3 separate regions of the Mus musculus genome follow, and all the other regions are linked to region 1. The links are chromatin contacts, called in public HiChIP or PLAC-seq and promoter capture Hi-C maps. All regions are on one chromosome and are shown on one strand. The core of a region is the stretch at or near the end of the contact, and the rest is flanking DNA. Distances in the headings are between cores, read along the strand shown.

The links. Promoter capture Hi-C pulls out the DNA fragments that hold promoters and counts their contacts. HiChIP or PLAC-seq counts read pairs in DNA pulled down with a chosen protein or histone mark.
Region 2: an H3K4me3 HiChIP or PLAC-seq map of embryonic stem cells shows a contact between it and region 1, with 4 times the contacts expected there. The contact joins the enhancer-like site here to the promoter of Pxdc1 in region 1. A contact is called at or near these places in 3 of 39 promoter capture datasets (hippocampal neurons, pre-B cells and stem cell-derived epiblast-like cells), 2 of 115 datasets of contacts at active chromatin or transcription factors (embryonic stem cells and forebrain) and 1 of 9 other capture datasets (liver).
Region 3: a promoter capture Hi-C map of pre-B cells shows a contact between it and region 1, with 4 times the contacts expected there. The contact joins the enhancer-like site here to the promoter of Pxdc1 in region 1. A contact is called at or near these places in 10 of 39 promoter capture datasets (3T3-L1-derived adipocytes, the C10 cell line, the HPC-7 cell line and 7 more) and 1 of 115 datasets of contacts at active chromatin or transcription factors (stem cell-derived neural progenitor cells).

Annotation. Positions count from the first base shown.
Region 1 is chr13:34,650,437-34,654,591 of GRCm38.p6, reverse strand. It overlaps Pxdc1 (PX domain containing 1), which reads left to right and starts at 1,911. Exons shown (of 5, transcript NM_025831.3): 1 at 1,911-2,412. The coding sequence starts at 2,157. Gm15908 (predicted gene 15908) reads right to left here and starts at 1,669. Exons shown (of 4, transcript NR_105041.1): 1 at 1,364-1,669.
Region 2 is chr13:35,850,893-35,855,047 of GRCm38.p6, reverse strand. All of the region lies in intron 5 of Cdyl (chromodomain protein, Y chromosome-like), which reads right to left. Among named protein-coding and RNA genes, the nearest start is that of Rpp40, 53 kb to the left of the region's middle. Within about 2 kb of position 2,342, at least 18 of the 459 cell types and tissues checked have an H3K27ac peak or open chromatin away from gene starts, as enhancers often do. A contact at or near this core is called in embryonic stem cells, where this site is marked.
Region 3 is chr13:35,803,387-35,807,541 of GRCm38.p6, reverse strand. All of the region lies in intron 4 of Cdyl (chromodomain protein, Y chromosome-like), which reads right to left. Among named protein-coding and RNA genes, the nearest start is that of Rpp40, 100 kb to the left of the region's middle. Within about 2 kb of position 1,796, at least 29 of the 459 cell types and tissues checked have an H3K27ac peak or open chromatin away from gene starts, as enhancers often do.

The DNA of each region.
Region 1 (4,155 bases), core at 662-3,161:
GCTAGCTGCCTACCAAGGGCTTGTTTCAATGGAAACATCATTATCAATATCTAAAAGTCCACACTTCCCTTAGAAGCAAACACTTTTGCTCCTGTCAAGTTCATCCAATTTTCAAAGTTTAGGTCTCAAATGTTTCGGGGAATGCACATATTCCAGAAATTATTCTACTTATTCATCAAGTGGGAAAATTTAAGATATGAAAAAAAGATGATTCAAAGACCATTTCAGAGTGGCACATGCCTCCAAACTCAGCACTCCAGAGACTAAGGCAGAAGGATCAGTGGTTTGAGTCAGCCTGGGCTACAAAGTGAGATCTTATATCACAGAGAATAGGGACTTGGTGTTTATTCTTGTTCTGAGGTGTGTGTGTGTGTGTGTGTGTGTGTGTGTGTGTGTTAACCTGGAAAGCACTGTGGTATCCCAGGTTGGCCTCCAGCTTTAAAAGGTCTTCCTGTCCCTGCCTGGGCTACTTGAATTACATACGTGAGGCACTCCAGACCCCTATCATCTTTTTTTTTTAAAGTAGTAAAATGAAGTTTCTAGGCTGTATAGAAAAGTGATTAATGAATGATCTAAGCGGCATAAAAGATAGCGTGTTCTAACCAGTGACTTCCCAACAGTGACTGCTTTTACTCTGCCATCTCGTTTTACTTCCAGATCTCTTGAAGCAACTTCTATTAATAAGAAAACACTTTCTTCAGCGCCCAGGAATGACAGACTCAAAGTGGTGGCTAGCCTCACAGAGCTAGGCCACTCGAGCAGCAGCGAACTGAACTGGAGACTTGGTTGTTCCCACCCAGCAAACTCTACCCTAAAGATGGGGTGCTTAAAAAAGTGTATTTCTGGGGGGTCCTGGGGATGATGCTGTGATAGGAGACAGCTTCAGAAGGGACATGGCTCCAGGCAGTAGTGGGGATTGGCATAGGCGTGCCTGAGCAGAACTTTTTGGTAAATAGGAGGACTGATTTCTGCAGTGACACGAGCGATCTAAGTACCCGCCCCCTGCCGGGGATGACCGGTCAACGGAAATCAGGGTCAGTGAGGTCCAGAGAAGGAATACCTGTTGCCTAACGTCTTTGTTCACTGACTATTTAGAAGCGTATAAAAAGCATAGTCTTTCTCCCAGGTTGTAGGTAGAAGAATGTCTGGAACCAAGCTACAATTCTTAATGCTAGACACTGTTTTTCAATTGGGAGCCATGCGGTACATTCCTTCTCTGTGGGTCGTTCTGCCAAGGGGGACTTCCTAAGCTCCTCCTGAGTTGCTCTCTCCGGGGAGACCCCGGTCTCCTACAATTCTGTCCCATATTCTTTTGGCGGACAACCCTCCTGGGGATCCTCTTCTAAGAACCACACGGTCTTGCCTTCTGGTCTGTCTGTCCCGCCTCGTCCCGGGCCTCCGTCAAGCTAAGGCACGACCGGAATGCGCGGGAGGACCCGGGGCGGAGTCGCCGGTAACCGATGGGACACGGGGCGGGTCAGCCCGAGTCCCGGCCCAGACCAGGCGAGTCAAGGGCGGCGCGGGGACCAGCACCAGTCCCTCTGCCCGGATTCCCGCTTGGTCTGAGCCCGCGTCCCCGCCCCATGCGGCGCCGCCCCGGGACTCTGGACTCCAGCGACGTGTCGATCCCACCCCCGTGTGGGCCTGGCAGAGTGCTCAACTCGGGGCTGGAGAATCCCGAGGATCCAGAGTGGGAACGAGGAGAAAGTCGCCTTGCGCGCGGGGAGAGCGCAGGACCAGCCTCGCCTAGCAGTTGGCAGACCAGGGAGGAGGCGATTTGCGTGCAGCTCTGGGCCGGGACCGCCCGCGGCGGGTCAGCGGGAGGCAGGAGGGAGGCGCCGCAGCCGGGACTCGACGTCGCCGCCCGCGATGGGAAGTGCCTTATAAAGCCGCAGCCCGTTCAGTCCCACAGACTCCTGGCGGCGCCGCCCTGAGCGCGCGGGCCACACGTAGCCGCCCCAGAGTGAGCGCAGAGCTGCGGCGTATTCGCGGGGCACCAACTTCTCCCCCACGGGGACTCTTAACCGCCGTTGCGGGAATCGAGCGCGTCCCACGGAGAACCCCTGATCGCCCCTGCCAGGACTCACTCTGCCCAGGCGGACCCCAGGCGGGGGCCGAGGGCGCCCCCGGCGGCAGGGGCATGCGCCGCCCGCGGCATGGCCTCGGCGGTGTTTGAGGGCACGTCGCTCGTGAACATGTTCGTGCGCGGTTGCTGGGTGAACGGGATCCGCAGGCTCATCGTCAGCAGGCGCGGCGATGAGGAGGAGTTCTTCGAAATCCGCACCGAGTGGTCGGACCGCAGCGTGCTCTACCTGCACCGCAGCTTCGCCGACCTGGGCCGCCTGTGCAAGCGCCTCCGCGATGCCTTCCCCGAGGACCGGTCTGAGCTGGCGCGCACGCCGCTGCGGCAAGGTGCGGGGCTGCGGGACTGGGGGCACCGGGGGATGCGGGGAGATGCGGTTTTCGGGAGGGGCTTTGTGGGGGAGGAACTTAGTGAGGAGCTCATCCAAGTGCGATGAAGTCCGCGGGAAGAGTTACTTAAAACTCTACTATTCGGCACCTGACGGAGGACATCCTAGACCCCGGCTTTCCTGAATGGTCGTTCAGAAAGGGCTGGGAACCGGCACGGAGTCTGGGGCGCACACTCTTGGAGGATAAATGAGATGGCTGGGGAAAGGGACAAGGTCAGCAGGACTCTCGCCTGACTGTCCCAAAGAACGAGCCTCTAGTGAAGAAGCGGAGGCGACATCCAGAGCTGACAGCTACTGGGTCCCAGCTGCTGTGGAGAACCAGTAGAGGCTGGAATGGGTTTGCTGGAAAGGGTAGAGACCGTTATAGAGTATCGAAACTGGGGTGATCGCAGCAGGTATGATCGCTGCTCAGGTCCTGCCCAGTAGAGGCCCCATCTGTATTCTGCCCCGGGGACAGCTGAGCCTGAAAGCGAGGTGCCACGCAGCAATCTTTTCCACCTCTCCTAGGAGGAGGCCGCCCCGCCTGGATCTGTCCGGCCAACCCAGGGTCCCCACCCCTGAGCCGGGTCCGCATTCGGATTTGATTAGCCATGGCCGCCTCCTCTCAGGCCGTGTGACGGTCCTGGTTGGCTGTGACTGTTGTTTTTCTCAAACAGCAGTGGCTTCCCCTTTGCTTCCTAAGGACAGCAAAAGGACTGGAAGAGTGGAGGAAACTGGAGAGAGACCTTGATAGAGACGGGGGAGGGGGGAAGAATAAAATGTGAGGCAAAGAGCCGGGTAAGCGGTAGGGCAGGAGGGATCAATATAGCTTCTGAGCAGACTTCCCCCCAGTACGTGGCCTCCCGGGGCTCTGAGACCCTTGGACCCAAGTCCTCAAAGCAGTCATCCTGTGACAGCTTGGGGCAAAGTTACTCAAGGTTAGCCAGTACGCATTTCCTTGGCCGCCTGTCTGGCTAAGGTCTTGAGATAACCTCCGTTTCCCTCTGGTGATAGGTTCCACCAATGTGTGGCTTATGTGGATAATTAGCTCCATTCTCATGACACATCCCCTGGCAGACACATCATTTGGACAGGTTCCCAAAAGCAAGTGAGTGTGGAGGCCCGGAGTGACAAGCCTGGTTTAGATCTCCATCCCAGCCGCTCCCAGTGGCTGAGCAACGTTGTCAAGATTAGGCCTGTTTTTATTGCTTTAAATTCGCTCTTTGTTGTAGTTTTAATTTAACAAATGAATGTCTGAGTCAGGAAAGCATCAGGAAGGGTCGCTGGTTTACTCAGTGGCTTCTTCTGGAATAAGGCTGTCCATAAACAAGTTGAACTTTCTGGCTCTCCCTCTGAGCAGTTCCCAGAGCTCTGCTGTGACCACAGACTAGAATCATCTATGAGAATACCTGTTGCCTGTGGGGTTTTGTGAGGGGTGAACCGCCAGGCTGTATCTGGTGACAATAAGCGTCTGTAAAGGACACTTGTTTACTACTGGTGCCTTCTGGCCAGGGGCGCTGGTTGCAGAGAGTGCGGGAAGGGATGTGACTTCAGGGTGGAGTCACAGGCGAAAAGGCCTTCCCTGAAGCAGAAGGGAGGAAACCATCTTACCCTTGTTCACCTGGCCTCGTTTGCATGTATGCAACCATCTGGAGTCACAGGCCCTGCAGTGTAGCTGCACATTCTCCAGAGTAAAGGAAGTATT
Region 2 (4,155 bases), core at 1,093-3,592, 1.2 Mb before region 1:
CTCTCAGAACAGTATTTGTTCATTGGAATCGCTGTGGGCCACATTAGAATTTATTTTCCCAATTCCCACTGGAAAGAGCACTACTGTTCAGTGGGTTAATTCTCTCAACAGTGGCCTGGATCAGTCCCAGGAAGGCAAATCCAGACTGCATGTTTCTAGAAGATTTGTAACCTGAAGTTTTTCATTCCTGAAAAGAACAGCCGACAACGTCACCTGTCAGGCAGGATGTTGCTGAATCACCCTGAAAGCTTTTTAGCTTCATTCTCTTTTCTGCCAGATCATCCCCAAGCAATGCTCAATATCTGTACTAATGGCTTGTGCCCAAAGCACTCTCCACTTGTGCTTTCCAGCACCATTCTCTGTTGGTGTGCCCACCAGAGCTTCTCTGGTCTACGCTCGCTATCCCTACTTCTTCCTTGGTTATCCACTGCCTGACTCACTTTAATATAGTCAAGAGGACAGCTAATTTCCGGAGAACAGAGAGATGGATGGGGAGATTCTGAACTACTGAGCTCAAGTTAGCAGGATAGGGGGTCTTCACAGGGGATCCTGGTGAGGAGAGTTGGAGACACTGGCTTCCCCAACTTCCTAGTGAAGATACTCATGGGAAAATGCTCAGGGGAGGGGCTGGGGCCTCCAGGATTGGAGACCAGTGTATGTACGGGAAGTGATGTCCAGAGCGGATACTGACAAAGCAGGCGGTTACCTTCACAGGAAGAGCAATGGTCTGCTGCAAGGTTGGGAACAAGGCAGCCTTGTTTGTACATTACATGCACTTACAGCAATGCTATAATGAAACCAACTACATTTTACAATTGGCACACACTACTCATTTAAAGAACAACCCTTAAAGCTAAGAATGAGGGATCACTGAAGGCTGTATCAAATATAATCAACTTGCTGGGCATGGTGACACATGCCTTTAATCTCAGTACTTAGGAGGCAGAGAAAGGAAGATTTCTCAAAGTTCACGACAGTCAGGGTTACAAAATGAGATCCTGTCCAACCAACCAACCAACCAACCAACCAACCAACAGCTACTGTGCATGAAGGCCCTGCTGATTCCAGAGTCTGAGAACCCGCATGAGGCACATAGCTATGCATTATTTAGATAGGAAGTGCTGCTCATGTAAGACTGAGCTTTGGCATCCCCTGCCTATCCTGACTGCCTATAGCATTTGTGCATTTCTGCATCACTGGGACAGTCAAGCCATGTGCTCTTCTTGAGCCCATCCGGGTTTGTCTCACTTCCTTACCTGCCCTAGATAACAATAGGGTGTTTCTATACCCTCTTTACCAGTCCACTTTAGATCCTGAGTAATATATGCAGAGATCTGGTATTATTATTAACAAGCTGACGACCTGAGCTATTATAACCCGCTAAGCTATTTATCCCAGCCCCCCGCCCCTTGTTACCTGCAGTTTGATTCTTGCACTGGTCTGCTGTTCCAGGTGTGTCTTCCTGGCAAATCCCGTGGCAAACACATTTTCTGGGTCCTATGCCCTCTCTTTTCTTTCTCTCTCCTCTCCCTTGGACCCTCCCATTTGAATCTGAAGTCTCATCCTATTTTCTTCCATGCAGCTAATTGGCTGATCAGCTCTTTATTGACCAATCATAAGGTGATGGAGAAGAAGTTTAGAAAACCCCAGGACAGGCAGTGCCTCATAAAAATAACAATACCAAAGTCCAGCCTGTACTCTACTTTCTTCCAGATGGAAATCAGCATTAGAGTAATAACAAAGACAGCCTTTATACAGGGCACAAAAAAGGTTATCCCTAGTCCTTCAAATGGCTAAAAGTTCTGGTCTTCAGGAAGTCATGCCAAGTTTTTCCATGAACCCACCTTGTGCTGGTCCCTCACCATCACCACCTGTACTCCCTTTATAGAGTCCCTAAAAGTTGTTTTTCTCAGCACACTTTCACATTTATTTACTAATGGCATATTCCAGAAGGCCTGTGAGGGTGGGGTCATGTTTCATTCACTCCTATTCACAACACTCCAAGGGCCTTCGCCTATTCAACAGTTATTCACAAAGCTAACCCAGAGGCAGCAGCAGTTCAACATCCTGGGGCAGAACTACTGTGTAACAAAGTCCTCCACATTGCAACACTCTAGGGGGCACCCAAGAAACCAGGAAGAAAGCAAACTTCCTAGGTTGCAGACCACTCCCCAACCCTTTAAGTCCTATAGGGCCCCTCTAAAGGTGAAGTATGCAATAGCAAGTGCCAGAGAGAGGGGGAGAGAGGGGACACCGAGCTGTGGGGCTGCCTCAGGCAGTGCAGTAAACTCCAGGAACATGGCTTTGGGTGATGCAGCTGCCCCTGTAACAACCCCCGTAGACTTCCTTAGCCAGACAGGAAACCTCTTGCCAGTGCTCCTTGTTCACTGCTCCACAGTACAATCACACAACTGTAATTTCCTGCTGGTGACTGGACCCAGGAAGAACTATTCTTCACACCATAAACAGATCATCCAGTGACATCCTTGATGATGTGAGCCGTAAGCCAAACAAACCCTCTCTTCTCCAAAATGCTGCTGGTTACGGTGCTCATCACGACAGAAACCAACCAGGACAAAGAAGTTGCCAAAAATGTTTCTTATTATGCCCATTTCTAAGACAAACCTAGAAGAGTAAATAGTTGTATTTTCAAAAAAGTGAGTTTTTTTTTTTTAAAGTGAGTTTTAAGATTGGAAAATCTGTTCAAAAAACAAAACTCCCCAAAACCCAAGTCACGCCTCCGAGGCTCAGGATGATGCACATGCTCCTATGAAGAAGACCTCAACGTTTTCTATGTCAGGCAAGTCGGAAACCTATGGACCCAGGACATTTAACAAAGATCAGTCAGGATGCATGTGCATCACGTGTGCATACACAGACACGGGCGAACCATGATTCTCACAACCTGGGGCTGTGAGACACATTCTACTTACCTTCAGAACTCCAGGGAAGAGAAAATGGAATGGCACTCTTAACTAAAGCAGAAAATAGTAACCACTTGGACTCATTATAAGACAAATATCCCACCTCTCCCTTATTTCCATATCGACAACAAAAATGAATAAAAATCATTTAGAATATACTGGAAATATCTTCAAAACGAGTACTGTTTGAGAAAATACTATTTCTCAAGATGAAACAATCTCTCAGCAGAAATAAGGCAAACCATAAACAAGAAAGGACAACCGCCGCAGCAGCTACCTTAGAAGCATGTCTGCTTAAATCAGTGTCCTATGGCTGTAGCAACACAGAGCAGATGCTGGGCCAGCAGGACAGTGCCAGCCTAGCACGCATGAGGCCTGGACTTCACTCTCACAGAAAGGTTGATTTTATTGCATGGTTATGGAGGTTTTAAGTCCATGATCAACTGGTCCCATGTCTGGGGGCTGTGGCAGGGCAGCGCACCAAGGTGAGAACACACGGGGCAGGCAGTGTTCACTTCACAGTCAGGAAGCAAAAGGGGAAAGCAAGAGATGAGATTCCCATGCATCTTGAAAGCATAATACCAATGGCCTTGACCTGGTAGGCCTGGGTCCTACAGGTCCCAGCAGCCCTGACCTCAACACATGGAGGCGGGAGGAGGGACAGACACTCACTTGTGGCACTATAATCCTGTTTCATTAACAGTTGTGTAAGGGCAAGAAAAACAAATACATATTTCACATTCTAGTTAATAGTTAGAAAATACCCATGAATAAGGCCAAGGATGGTGGCACATGCCTTTAATCATAGTATTCCAGGGTCAAAGATATAGACATGTCTTTGTGAGTTCTAGGCAGCGAGACCCTGTCTCAAAAACAAAACAACCAGGATAAATAGATGCCATCAAAATTTTGTCAAAGATTATTACAAAAGAAAAAAATAAAAATAGAACCATGATTCTTGAAAACACCAAACACTTTTAAAACATCTTCCAATTTAAGTTCTAGTAGACTTCATCAATATTTCTAATAAAGATTTAACAGGAAGACACACTATATTTTTTCAGCGAAATTAAATGTGCCTTACTAGTTACATAAGACTACACAGAGTACATGAGTTCTGGTAGAAGACAATGATAACAGTTTAGATCAGGAAACACAGGAACCAGTTAGACTGCCCTGGACCATGCAAGAAATGTGAATAAAAAGGGTTTGGGGGCCAGAGAGATGGCCC
Region 3 (4,155 bases), core at 547-3,046, 1.2 Mb before region 1:
CAACCAAACCTTGTATGCTGGGCAGTGAAAAGCTACATGGTAGAACTCGTTTGAACAAAGATGCTAGACAAAGTTTGTGTGTGGCGGAGGCGATGAAAGGAACACAGTGAATTTCATGGATGACAACGGTCCCGGTGTCTAGCAGACAGTAGTTATACAAGTGCATACGTCTGTTAAGATTCTATACACCTGAGAGCTATGCATCTTCTACTCGACCTCACACAGCCTACATAACAGAAGACCATCTACGCGGCTCTTGGCATAAAAAGAACCTCTGACTAACAGTACCAAATACTGCCACCAGGGGTACAGTGGCCCACAGCTACACAACAGTTTCTTATGAGGAACCCAGCATAATAGTTCCCAAGGCCTAAGCGGTGGTGAAGCACATAGCCATTCCCAATGCCAACACTGAACACATGTGCATGTGCACAAAACAGAGGCACCACAAAGTCAGGCAGAGATGCTGTGCATAAGAAGATTGAGACTGCATAACTTTCTCTTCCACATCAGTACAGCCAGCACTACAAACAGAGTGGGACAAATTCTAAGCGACCCATAAAGAAAAACGAAGCACCAGTAAACACAAATATCATCTCATCTCACCCGAGTGTAAGGCTTACCAGGCTGTGAGGAAGCTCTTGGGAGGCCAAGTGTGGATTTCACAGAGCGCCCCAACCTTACAGTGAGCATGGGGGGTTTAAAGCTGTCTACTTACTAGTTGGGAACGCAGCTAAGGGATTCCAAGGAAGGAATTGGAGATAACCACACATGTTCACGCTAGGCAGGCGGAGAGCAGGAGAGCCAGTGGGCAGGTGAGAGGAAGACTCCATGGCTGTGCTACATGTGGCTGCATCCCCTGCCTATGTGCCCGGGCATTCAACCATCTTGAACCATCTTAAAGCCCAGCACACTATGCCTCGTGTTACTACCTTCATTATTGCATTCACCCGGTTTATTCTTAATGCAGGTTGGCAGAAGTAAGGCTGCTGCACTTCACATGTTTTCCAAAGTGTTACATATTAAGCTAACTTCCAGAACAAAGACAAAGGAGAAAGGCTGTTGCTTAGGTTATTAGCATGTGTGAATTTCCACCCATCCCGACTACCGCACAGCACAGTGATGGCCTGATCTACTTCTCCCCTGTCCTGTGGGCACTAGACGCACAGCAGTGAGATCACAGCGCATACGTGAGTGTGTACAAGGCCACTCTGCCTCAATGAGATCAAAAGTTCTCTATGAATAAAAAGATGAAACGGATCTTTCTCGCTGGAAGTTCTGACACTTGTTACATTATCCACCCATTTTTGAATCAATCAAACTCAAGCTGTCAGACTTGGCAGCAAATGAGTTTATCTACCTAACTGTCTTGCCAGCCCCGATTCACTTTCTTCTTAAGAGGTTTACCCAAATCAAAATAAATTAAAAACATTAAGGGAAATGCTGCTGAAAAAAAGACAAGGCTAATAAGCCACATTCCCAGGTTTGTCTATCTTTCTCTCTCTCCTCCTCCCCCTTCCCCCTCTCTCCTGAATACGTGCAGAATAGCATCTGGTACAAATTAACGTGTGTGTGTGTGTCTGCTGCTTTTATACTCCACAAATTACAAACTGAACCAAGCCTTCATGTGTGTGCTGAATACACAGGGTGAATCAGAACCACTTCACACAATGCCACAACTGCAAACACAACCATGCACTCACTTCACAACTGTGTCCTCTTCAGCTGCCTCACAACAGCAGACAGCGTTGCTGTTTCTCTCAGGCCACACAGACCAAACATGCTAAATGGAAAGCTTGAAAAAGTCACATAAAGGAATTTCTGTTGTGTGTCTGAATGACTGGTACTATGCTGTACAGCCTAGCTTTATTAAATGGAGAGACAAAGATGGAACTGTAGAGGGGCTAAAAATAACTAGAAATTCTGAGGCTGGGAATTTTTTGTCTGGCTCTATTTTCATAACACCACAGAAAAGTTAAAAACTACAGTTTATCTGAATTTATCTTAAATTTTAAAAATTTTGCCAAAACACTCACTTTAAAACTCATGTTCCATGAGCAAAACACTCAGCCCTGTAATGACTTGACTATAAAGGCTCTGGCCAGGCTCGTGTGTTTGAACCAGCGGGTGGAGGTTAGAAGTGGTCTGGGAACCTTTAGAAGGGCTTAGCTGGAGAAGCTGGTGGCTGAGGAGTGTGGGCTCATACCTGTCACCTACTTCCTGAGCGGCAGAGCTGTCAGCAAAGCTCCCTTGGCCACAAAAGTAGCTCCCAGCCCTGCCTCCCTGTCATGACTGACTGTGCTCCCTCCGCTGTGACAGTGAGCAACTCCTGGCTTTGAGACCCTGTCACGACTGTGTTCTCTTAAACTGTGAGCCCCAATGAATCTCCTCTTCTAAGCTGCTTTAGCTACATATTTTACAGCAAAAAGAAAAGCAAAGAACATAATACAAACCCCAAAGCATGTCAAAACTAAACTAAATACAGAATATATCAGGCACAAGATAGGCTCTTCACAGAAGAAACATTTGTACATCTCACCCACTGGGTTTAATTAAAAATGTTCTCAATTATAAGCTGTTACTCTGTTGTTAGAAACCCAGCCTTCTGCTAACAGAGCTCATCCATCAGAGGAATAAAACTCAACCCTGTATGAAATATAACAAGGCTGTTCTACAGCCCACAAAACACAACTCAAACCCTAAGTGGACACTTGCATGCACATGGAAGTCTACTGGCAGACAAGGCTGTTTAGGAGGCAGGGTGACTTGACTACATCGACAGAAATCGTGGTGGCGCACACCTTTAGTCCCAGCTCTCGGGAGGCAGAGGCAGGCAGATTTCTGAGTTGAAGGCCAGCCTGGTCTACAAAGTGAGTTCCATGACAGCCAGGTCTACACAGAGAAACTCTTGTCTCGAAAATCCAAAAAACCAACCAACCAACCAAACAAAAAACAAAAACAAAAAAACCCCAAAACAACAACAACAACAAAAAACCCATCTTGTAGCATCAGTATCTCAAAGCAGACTCCTATCGTGATGCCTCTACAGAGCTCAAAGGTCTGCTCTGTGTACTCACTGGCAGACGCCTCTCTTCACATGTCTGTGTGTTCTTCCAGTCAGTTACTGCCCATTTCCACTCTTATTCCCTAAGTAAAGTCAGTTTTTACGAATATATATTCCTTAATCTACCATTGTGTGCTTGACTAAGTATACAAAGCCCTGAAATATTCTCCCCCAAAACCTAGTACAAAGGACTTACCAACTTACTCCTCCACACGCCTGAAGCCTCGAAGCTCTAATGTGGCCTGGCATTCTTAATCATCCCCTCTTGAAGCCACTTGTTTTGGGGATGCTACTCTCTCGGTTCCCACTGCCACTCCCTCCCTGTCAGTAACCCTGACTGCGTCTCCCTTCCTGTTCTCTCTTCTCTAAATGTGTCAAGTCTGCATAGCCATCCTTCAGCTGCTGTCAACAGATTGTTTTGTGGTGGTGAGCCAAGCTTCCAGCTAGCAAGGTGACTGGAGGAAGCAAGCAGGAGGGTAAACACCTGGATCTCTACCACACCTTTGCAGAGCTCTGTGGGTGGTACCAAGGGTGGCAGCTGCTTTTGACTTTAGGGTATTTTCAAGTTGCAGTAGGTTAGTCAAAACATAGCTCTACTGTAAGCTAAGAACCATCTGAAGAACAGATTTTGCTTTAAAACACATCCAAAACAACAAATTAAACTACCAAGAAAAGCTGTGAGTTCACAGATGAAATACAAATGGCAAAGCATGTAACTGTTAGCATGAAGAGACCTGGTGGGCTTAAGGAGTCCATTCACTGTTCTTTTGTGGTAGAGATTTTGTACTGGTTTGAAAACGGAAGAGAAATCAAAGCAGAGGTGGGATTTGGGCAATTCACTCTTCTGAATGGGGAGGGGATACCAGTTAGGTCTCTGGGTCTGGAATGGTACTGTGCAAGTGTGAGGGTCTTGTCCATACGCTGGCTCCACGTCCTTAATGTGCTCCTTTATCTTGAATCAATCTGGGCGATCATTTATATTACACACATTGCTATGTCTACCTTGATAAAGACAGACACGATCTCCTTTTCATTCACAATGTTTAGCTCAATCCTCTCGTCCTTCTTTTTTAAAGGGTCAAATTTTAGAT